Regions from separate parts of the Mus musculus genome. Here regions 2 and 3 are each linked to region 1. A link is a contact called in public targeted proximity ligation data. All regions are on one chromosome and are shown on one strand. The core of a region is the stretch at or near the end of the contact, and the rest is flanking DNA. Distances in the headings are between cores, read along the strand shown. Region 1 overlaps Gm32027 (a long non-coding RNA gene). Region 2 has its middle 25 kb from the start of Pcgf5. Region 3 has its middle 49 kb from the start of Pcgf5.

Region 1 (3,113 bases), core at 238-2,737:
GCAAAAGCTCTATGTATCCTGGGCATGGACAGCCTTTTTTTCTTACCTCAACAACATAACGGTTATTCATCTGGCATCTGGATTTTGTTAGGTATTATAAATAATCCCGTTATATTATAATGAGATTAATCAAATAATCTCATCAAATTATAAAAGTGACTCAGCATATGCTGGAAGATATATGTAGATTACATATAACTATACCATTTTATATGAGAGATATGACATCCACAGTGTTTGGTATCTGCTAGGGCCTTTGGAGTCACTGTGGTGTTGTGTTGTAGGGTGCTTGGGAGTCCTCACATCGTGCTGTAAATTCTAATAGCTCTTCACATGGCATTCACATGGAGCCTCCGTAGAATGTAGGAACATAACCCAGGACACTTCTGAGTCAGGTGACAACCGCACACATTAAAAGACACCTTTCAACCTTTACCAGACCACAGAGTGTCTCAGAATCCCGACATCTGTTCTATTTATGGCCATTGTCTTTGACTTCTGTTGTGACAATGAGGTCAGGAGTTGTTTGTACAAATGAGAGAGGAAACCATCTCCTGCTGTTCCCTGTGTCTTGACAGAGGCAAAGAGAGAAAAGATAATGCAATTTTAGCTTCTCCGACCTCCCCATATTTCCTTTGGTGAGAGCAGAGCTTCTGGGCCAGGCTTCCTAATAGACAACCGAAGCAAGCTTCCTAATAGATGACCAAAGCAAGCTTCCTAATAGATAACTGAAGCAAGCATCCTGACACCTTTAAGGCTTGGTGTGTGTGTCTGTCTAAAGGGGATGACAGTTGTCCTTCATTACAGAGCTGCTGAGTCACCTGCTGCAGTGTAGAGAGACGGTTTACAGACCGTAAGTACTCAATGCGGGTAGCTGTTGAGCAAATCCCAGTTGACTTCTGATGAGCTCCTACGGTATGTTCACCCTATGTAGAAAGTTCTCTAACAAGAGTCCCCAGAAACACTCAGTCCTTACTTATCTGGTAATATTAGGGCTTCGATATATTTAACAAGACTGTAGTCTTTCTCATTGTTAGAGGTGGAAGAGCTGAGATAGGACCCAGGTCACAGGCTGCTGGTGTTTTTCCTTGTGAGCTGTGTCTGTCTTAAAAGCGTGAGGACTCTGGAGATCAGCTAGAAAGTAAGGTAGGACGGCTGTTAGTTCTTGCCTGCTGCTCTTAGAAACCCTTTAAATTATACTTTTATATCCAACACGTAGGTAAATACACATTTTAAGCAATGAATCAATAGAGTATGGCTTTGCTCATATTCACACTCTGGACTTCTGAGAAAATCTGAAGGCTTTTGATGGCTTACAACCAGGGGGTTTCTTCCCTCGTTTCCTTTTATTTTAAAGCAGCAAGTTGACTCCTCTTCTTCCCGGAAGCCTTTCTAAGTCATCACAAACAACATTCCTGGCGCTCCAGAGACCCTTCCAGAAGCTTTCCTATTCTTCCTGGGGATGGGTTCTGACTGACATCATCCGGCAGGAACGCAAAGGGCTTCCCCAGATTGATTCATCCTGCCGAGAATCTGCAGTGTGTCTCTTCATTCCCTATTGTGTCTTAATTCAGAAATTTATGGCGGAGGATACAGGGTGCTTCTCTTTGCTACTTTTCCTTGAGGTTGGCTTTTGAAAACTCAGCGATTTTAGCAACTGCTTGGAAAACTTTATCATCCCCCCCCCCCCCCCCGCCCCGACCCCTTCACAAGTGTGGTTTTATATCTCTTAGCCAATCATTTCTTATCTCTTGTTACTTCTGCTCCTTTTTTATTCAAATCAACCAGCGTCTGTTCCAGGACTCGGTGCCAAGGTGCCGCCCAGCTTAGAGGAACGGACCTTTGATCTTTTTCTTTTGCCTCATCTTGGTACCAACACACTAGTTACCACTTAAATCCCTTCACATTCTCACGCCTCTCTTTGCAGATTCACCCGGGTTTTTTTTTTTTTTTTTTTTTTTTAAGAAAGGAGAATTTTTAAGTGAGAAGCTATAAAGCTTATTCGTATAAATGCTAAAGGAAGACAGCCCTGAGCTATGTGATTGTGTTCTGTGTAGGTGTGCTTGATGGGCAGAGGTGATGCCCATTTAGAAGTGTGCAGGAGTAGGTTTGACTTTGGCTCTTCCAATCTGGTAGGTCCCTGTTACGTTTCGTACCCTTTTTCTATCCAGGTAGCTTTTTCATGTCCTGAGCCACTTCTATAGGCTGGATGGAATGCAGTTAATGCCATAGGAGAAAACTTAGGGTGTTTCCTTACCAGCCCAGCCTGGATGTGTGCAGTGACTTCACTTTGCCTCTGGGTGCATACAGGGCCTCGTTTAAATGGACTTAGCTGTGGCTTTTATAGTTTGCCGTGGACTGAAATAGACTTATTGTCATTCGTTTGCTTATGAAGATATTTTACTGATGTCTGGCGTATGGTGAGTCTTCTGACTTCTAAATCCCCATTTCAAACGTGTGTTAAATGAGAACTGCATAATGTTTTAGAGGGAGTCACAGACCCAGGACATATCTTAAAGTGTTGAAAAGAATTTTTCAATAGGTGAGCACTGATTTATCACCCATCCTGTGCCAGGTACTGACTAATTGTGGCCCAGTGGTACTGCCTTGGGGAAACAGACACAGGCTTTCTCCTCGGGCGCCAGAGCCCCTTGGATGGCTTTCATAACAGCTGTAGCTTGACTATAGATATAACTCACTTGCTTACAAGTTGTGGGAAAAGCTATTACCCTGTAGGTGCTTGGCCCTTTAACCCATAGCCATGAACCTGATAAACTCATCCGTCCTATCATGCAAACATCTGTGGCCAGTGTAAAATAAGAACAGCCAACTACTGCCAATGACCAAATCTTGTCTGCTGTCTGTTGTATTGCCTTTGTGCTTAAGAGAATTTATATATTTGAAAATGCTTGGGAAAACAAAAACAAAACAAAACAAAACAATGATTAATACTTTCTGAGACAAGAAAATTAGGAGAAATTCAGACTTCAGTTTCCATGAATAAAGTTTTATTGGCACACGGCCTGGCCTCGTGTGGATGTACTGTGCATGATTGTTCTTGAGCTGACAACAGCCACGGGAGCTGTGCAGACAGCAAGGCCTAAAAATAGTTA
Region 2 (3,113 bases), core at 231-2,730, 160 kb before region 1:
GTCCAGTCAAATTCTATAGTTCTTTTTTTTTTTAAAGACTAAATCTTTTTATTTATTTATTTATTTATTATATGTAAGTACACTGTAGCTGTCTTCAGACACTCCAGAAGAGGGAGTCAGATCTTGTTACGGATGGTTGTGAGCCACCATGTGGTTGCTGGGATTTGAACTCCGGACCTTCGGAAGAGCAGTCGGGTGCTCTTACCCACTGAGCCATCTCACCAGCCCAAAATTCTATAGTTCTATGTAACAAAATTTTATGTTGCAAAATTTTAAGTTACAAGTACTCACTATGTACTAGTGAGGGAATGAGACAAAGGAGCTCACAGTTGACAACACTAGTAAAGATACATCCCATAGCTCCTAAGTTCAGGTACTTACAAGGATACATTGTTGTCTGTGCCATACATAACTCCTGCCAAAAGTCTATCTTGACTCTAACAATAGGGAAATATAAAGCAAGCCCTGGCAAGGGCCACTTAACGAAACAAATGACATAAGCTTTAGAAAAACAATAAAAAACAAATACATACTAGGAAGCTTAAAGGAATGGGACAACCAAGTGCAATGTGCAATTCCGGGTGGGCTCACTGACTTCAACTGTCGTTGCTGTGTTTAGACAGGGTGGAAACAGGATAGAAAGGTGTGCACACTGAGCTAGCTGTGCTGTGTCCATGTTACAATCCCTGAACATGACACGGAGTCTCCTTCTTAGGTGATAAAATTAAATGTGACATAAACAGCTGCGAGAATTATACAGGGAAACACCGAACAGAGAGGTACAGAGGGTATGGTGGTGTGTGGGGCAAATGGTGAATAGCGGGGAACACGGACTTCCCTTTGCAAAGCTCTTGTGACTCGTCCATGGGCTTTGAGTATGTCAAAATAAAACTTGGAAAGATTCAACACCAAAAGGGGCAAGACAAATGGTGCCCCACCCCCAGGCTTCTAACAGAGAAATCTAAGCACTAACAGAATCACCCTCCACACTGGCAGACTAATCATGATCTAGTGATTGAATACAAGACACAGGCCCAAAAGGATCCCCTTCTGTAAATACTTTTCTAAGGAGCAACGCTCTTTCCAACCAAATTCTCAGTCCTCAGCACAGGATACACAGCTGAGAACCAGGCTCCCCGATTGGAATTTACAGTGTGGTGGAAGAAAGCAGAAAATACGGAATAGAAGTCAGGTAGCAATAGCCGCTATCTATAAAGGAAAGGAGAGCCAAGGGGAACTTTGGGGGAATGGAGTGATATGTTTAAAAGGGAGGTTAGGGCTCACTCGCTTGCTCACTTCAGCTGCACAATTACTAAAACTGGAACAGTATAGGGAAGATGACACGGCCCTTGTGCAAGAACCACACACAAATTTTCCAAGTGTTCTACTCATCTTTTTAAAGGGGAGGGGTTAAAGGACTCTAGTCAGAGCACACTTGAACAAGACATGAAGGAGTTAAGGTACTCAGCTGGCAGGTAGTGGGGGCGGGGAGGGGGGAAGGTGGCAGGAAATGAGCACAGAGCAAGGCCTAAGCAAAGGGCTGAAGATAGAGTCTTCAGGCTGAAACAGACAATAGGGGATAAAGGTCGCAGGGCCAGTCCTAGCTCCCTGCTGAGACACTGTTCTTTGTTCTGACCCCTGGATTGCTGTCTCCCATCCTTCCCATCTACCCAGCATCCCCCTTGTTCTAGACACCAGCACAGCAGAGCCCTAAGGAAGGGCTCAGTCTCCTCTGAGTAGAGCCTCTACAAGGCTTTCCCTCACAACCTACCAGTCACCTCAGGAGATGCCTTCTTCATACACTCACTCCCCTTTTCTGTGATACTTTTTAAACCTTCAACAACAACCCCCCCCCCCCCCCGCCCCAGGTTCTCTTTGGAAATTACATTTGTTCTATAAGTGTCTAGTCAAGGCTGGTTAGCTGGTGGTGTTTACAACCTCCACGGTTTCTTTTCATAGAAGCAACTTTCCTTCCAGGATGTGACAGGGGCACCCACATCTCCATTCTCTGTTGATACAACATGTGCTTCTTCTAGATGTGAATTAAGCTCTGCAGCCAGAGGCAGTATCCTGCTTGCTCTTTGTAGTGATGGGTCATGCGGAGCCAGACACCTAGCAATTCTTTGATAGCAACGGGGCTGTTTTATACCCCAGAGATTAAAAAGCCAACTTCTTATTAATCTGATAGGAGTTGCCGAAGTGTTGACACAACATGTCCTCCAGTTGCTGTTAAGCATAAACACCCCACTAGGGATTCTGGTAGAATCTAGTATACGGTGCATGGGAGTGAGGGTGGGGGGATTGCATGCCCTTAAAACCCCTTTGGATCTTGACCATGATACAGTCAGCCAAACATCATCTAGGTGTGCAGACTGTCAGTAAAAGACTACCAATAGTGACTTACAACATTATTTCTATAGGAAGAATGAGTTTGGAGCTTGGCTCAAATAATTAACTTATCAATAAACTTTGGCGTACAGACTTGCCAATTTGGAATACTAGCATCTGTGACTGTGGGTATATTTTCCATAGATTATTTGCGACAGGCATAGAGGGCCATGGCTGCTATGTAGAAGGGTGGCAGACACTGGTTTTAGAGTTGTTGGACTAAACATATTACATATTTAAAATGTCCAGTAGTTAGGAAATTGTCAGCATTATCAGTACATGGTATCTGAGCTCAAGACAGGACAGCATGGAGGATCAAAGAAGCAAAGACTATGACCAGTGTAGTGATTCTAGTAGGGACAAAACGGGTAGTTCTGATGCTATAAAAATAACAGCTTGTGTATCTCTAGCCTCACTGAACAGTTAGGGCATAACCTGAATGCACAGAACCTAGTTTAATCACAAACACTGTTGCGTATGCAACACAGTTACAAATTTACTAGATAGTTCACAGATTTCTCTATGCGTAGTTCACACATTGGGAATGTTAGGAACGTCACCATTTCTAAGATTTTATGGAGAAGTTTAAACCTGAAGCTCAAGGAAAACTTGCCACATTGTATCCAGATAGCAATGTTCAATACATTCCTTGAACTTGCTGGCTTATACACCACTGGTTCCAGAGAGGAAACTGCGGCAGCTAAAACAGCATTGAGTGTGAAAGA
Region 3 (3,113 bases), core at 405-2,904, 130 kb before region 1:
CAGCTACTGGGACTTTCTGGTAGGGCCTCCACCAATCCCACTTGACAGTTTTTCTTAACTGATAAGCCCTTGGAAAGCCCCTCTGAAGGGCGTTTTACACTAGGTCTGAAGGGTAAGATTGCACAACCGTTTAGCTTTTATTTGGAAATTCATGTCGGTCTCTTTCCCGAAGCCATCCTGCTGTCTCTCTGACTGGGCTGGCTTCCTCTAAGGCTGCTAGACTGCTTTTTAAACTGTCCTTCTCGAGTTTCCTTTGGTCTTTTTCCTTCTGTTTACATGTTACATGTTCAGTTACATGTTTCTGGAATCCCGTATGTTTTTCTTCCCTGACTTATTCCCACATGTTAATATAAAAATAACGCCCAGTAATATGTATCAATTAAATAGTCTTAATTCTTCTACTTCATACATACTTTGCATGGATTTTTAAAATTTTTAGATTGAAAATAATATCTATTTGAATTTTTTTTCTTGCCTCAAGTTTATTTGTAAAAACAGCATAGGACACTGGTCATCTGCAAATAGCATGTGGGTAGGTGTGTCACAGACAAACATCTGTCTTCACATTGGCAGGAACCTTTTCTATGGGGGTCTTCACAGGGGCCTGGACACCTTTGGGAGCCTGGGCTGAAGCTTTGGCCTCTGCCTTGACTTGAACCTATGGCAGAGCCTATGCCCCTTGGCCATGTAGCTTCGAATCTGCTTCCGAAGCTTGGGGTGAGGAAAGCCAGGTGGCTGAGTTTGCGGCTTTGTCCCTTTGGCATCTTGGGCTTGATGGCCTGAGGCTTCACCAGGGCCTTGATGGCCTCTGCGCATGCGCTCACTGCATTGTTGGCCTGCATCTTCTTCAGGCCTTTCTTGTGCTTCTTAGAGGCGAAGCACATGTTTCTCAGGAACTTGGAGTCAGCCCCCTTAAGAGATTCGTATCTTTGTAACCAGAGTTTCTTGATGCCATTTCTGTGCCATTTGTAGGACTGGTTGTGTGTGGTGAGGTTCTTGGACTTGGCCGTGTCTGCACGGTAACCCGTGGCTCCTGGACCATCTCTCTGAATTTTTAAGGAAGTAATTCAGAGTTCTTTTTTTTTTTTTTTTTTGTCTTATGTGTTTGTTTATATATCTTGACAGTGTTTCTCTATTGTGTAGCTCTGGTGGTCTTAGAACTTGCTATGTACACAAGGTTCACAGATTTCTGCCTGCCTCTGCCTCCTGACTGCTAAGGCTCAAGGCTTGTAAGGATCCAGCGTTGGTGTTAAATTATTGAACACCATCCTGCTTTCAATCTTTTTACATAGGACCTGTTTCGACTATACGGTGATTTGTATATTCATGTTCTTGATATACTGTAATTTTCCAGTGTTATGGTTTGTACATTAGGTAGTGTGTGTGTGTGTGTGTGTGTGTGTGTGTGTGTGTGCTGAGCCTTTTACTCTTCTCTATCTGTTCGTGGTAATGAATCTTTCATTTATTTTTATTCAGCTGAGAAACATTTCATTAGGATTTCATTTGGTTGGTTGTGATAGAAGCAGATTTCTAACTCCCTCCCCAGGCTTTCAAACAGGCCTGCATTTTGTGGCCTCTCTCTGCCCAACAGCTCCTGCTTCCAGAGCCTTCCCAGATTCTAGCGATAAGCCAGGCGCTTCTTCCCGTATTCAGTCCAACCCCCTCAGGACACTGAGGTATCAGCTTTCTCCTGTCTACTAGGTCAGCAGTCACTGGACTGTTTGGTTCTTATCTCCTACATTTTTGTGTGTCTCTCCCTCCTGTTGCCTTTTGTGGTCACCATTATTGCGTGGCATTCATTAATAGTTTTGAGGAATCGAGGGTGGGGCTGTTGGCCAGCACTGTGGGACTACCAAGAAGCTGTGAGAGTTTGGGAGGTGCTATCATGGAAATAAGCTAGGTAACGGGATGCGATTTCTGAGGGTACACTGGAACACTAACCCTTATTCTGTCTCTCTGTCTGTCTCTCTGTCTGTCTGTCTCTGTCTCTGTCTCTCTCTCTCTGTGCTTCCTGTCCACCATGTGAAGGGCTTCCTAACAGATTGGCTTCCTGCCTGCCATGTTGCCCTACCTTGACCCAGGTTCAGAAGCAGCATGGCTGACTAAACGTAGGGAATCCTCCGGAAGGGTGAGCCAAATGAAACTTCTCTTCTTTCTCTAGGTTTATCACAGGTGTCTTCTCACAGGAACATGAAACTAACAGAGCATCCCAGGAAGGGCTGGCAGAAAATGCACATGACCGGGCTAACAAATCTCACATGAAGTCTTACTAACCCAATTTCATAAGCACAGAACTTGCCCCCAAAGATGGATCTTTTAACACTTCTAGTTGTCCTGACTTGTAGGCTACCCGAGTAACTGAAACCCTCCTGGTTATCTTACTATTTTTTTTAAGATGTGGGAACACACACATACACACATTCACACACACACACACACACACACACACACACACACACACACAGTATTCAAGTGAATCTTAAGTCAGGTGTAGTGGCTCACACGGGTAATTCCAGCTCTCTGGGGACTGGAGGAAGACCAAGGCAAATATAATAAGGCTGGTGGGGCTTCAGCTCCAGCAGGTAAGTTGCCTGAAGCAAGTAAGCAAAGAATTCTTTTCTACATAGCAAAAAGACTCTGGTCCGTTAATCCATCTATTTACTCTTAGAATATGATTTGTGGCACAAGATCATTTGTCCTAGGATTGGAGATAGATTTTCCATACAATATATTCTGATGATAGTGTCCTCCTCCAATTCCCCCAATACCCCCCCACACACATCGCCTTCAATCTGAATCCACCACTTTTCCGTCTGTCCTTAGAAAACTAAGAGAAAACCTCTAGAACAATAATAAAATAAAATATGATATAGCAAAACCACACAAACTGAAATAGGACAAAACAAGAGCCAAATGAAAGCACACGAACCCCGTATAGACACAGAGACACACACACGTTTGTACAAACAGGAATCCCATAAAAACACAAAACTAGAAGCCATCACATATACGCAAAGAATCTGCAAGTTTTTTTTTTTTTTTTTTTAAATGCCCTACCTGGGGGCACGGCAGGATGTTCCTTTAGTCCCATTTCAGGGAGGCAGAGAGAGGCA

Evidence for each region.
Region 2: a contact with region 1 is called in a targeted proximity ligation map of extraembryonic endoderm stem cells. A contact is called at or near these places in 7 of 39 promoter capture datasets (3T3-L1-derived adipocytes, the C10 cell line, the HPC-7 cell line and 3 more), 5 of 130 datasets of targeted methods (T-cell acute lymphoblastic leukemia, embryonic fibroblasts, embryonic stem cells and 2 more) and 1 of 9 other capture datasets (embryonic stem cells).
Region 3: a contact with region 1 is called in a targeted proximity ligation map of extraembryonic endoderm stem cells. A contact is called at or near these places in 1 of 39 promoter capture datasets (embryonic stem cells), 4 of 484 Hi-C or Micro-C datasets (DN3 thymocytes, the HPC-7 cell line, embryonic fibroblasts and 1 more) and 6 of 130 datasets of targeted methods (embryonic fibroblasts, embryonic stem cells, extraembryonic endoderm stem cells and 3 more).

Annotation. Positions count from the first base shown.
Region 1 is chr19:36,226,350-36,229,462 of GRCm38.p6, reverse strand. The region is part of intron 1 of Gm32027 (a long non-coding RNA gene); the gene reads left to right. Among named protein-coding and RNA genes, the nearest start is that of Gm46664, 8.1 kb to the left of the region's middle.
Region 2 is chr19:36,383,073-36,386,185 of GRCm38.p6, reverse strand. It overlaps a transcript of Pcgf5 not described here. Among named protein-coding and RNA genes, the nearest start is that of Pcgf5, 25 kb to the left of the region's middle.
Region 3 is chr19:36,359,237-36,362,349 of GRCm38.p6, reverse strand. It overlaps a transcript of Pcgf5 not described here. Among named protein-coding and RNA genes, the nearest start is that of Pcgf5, 49 kb to the left of the region's middle.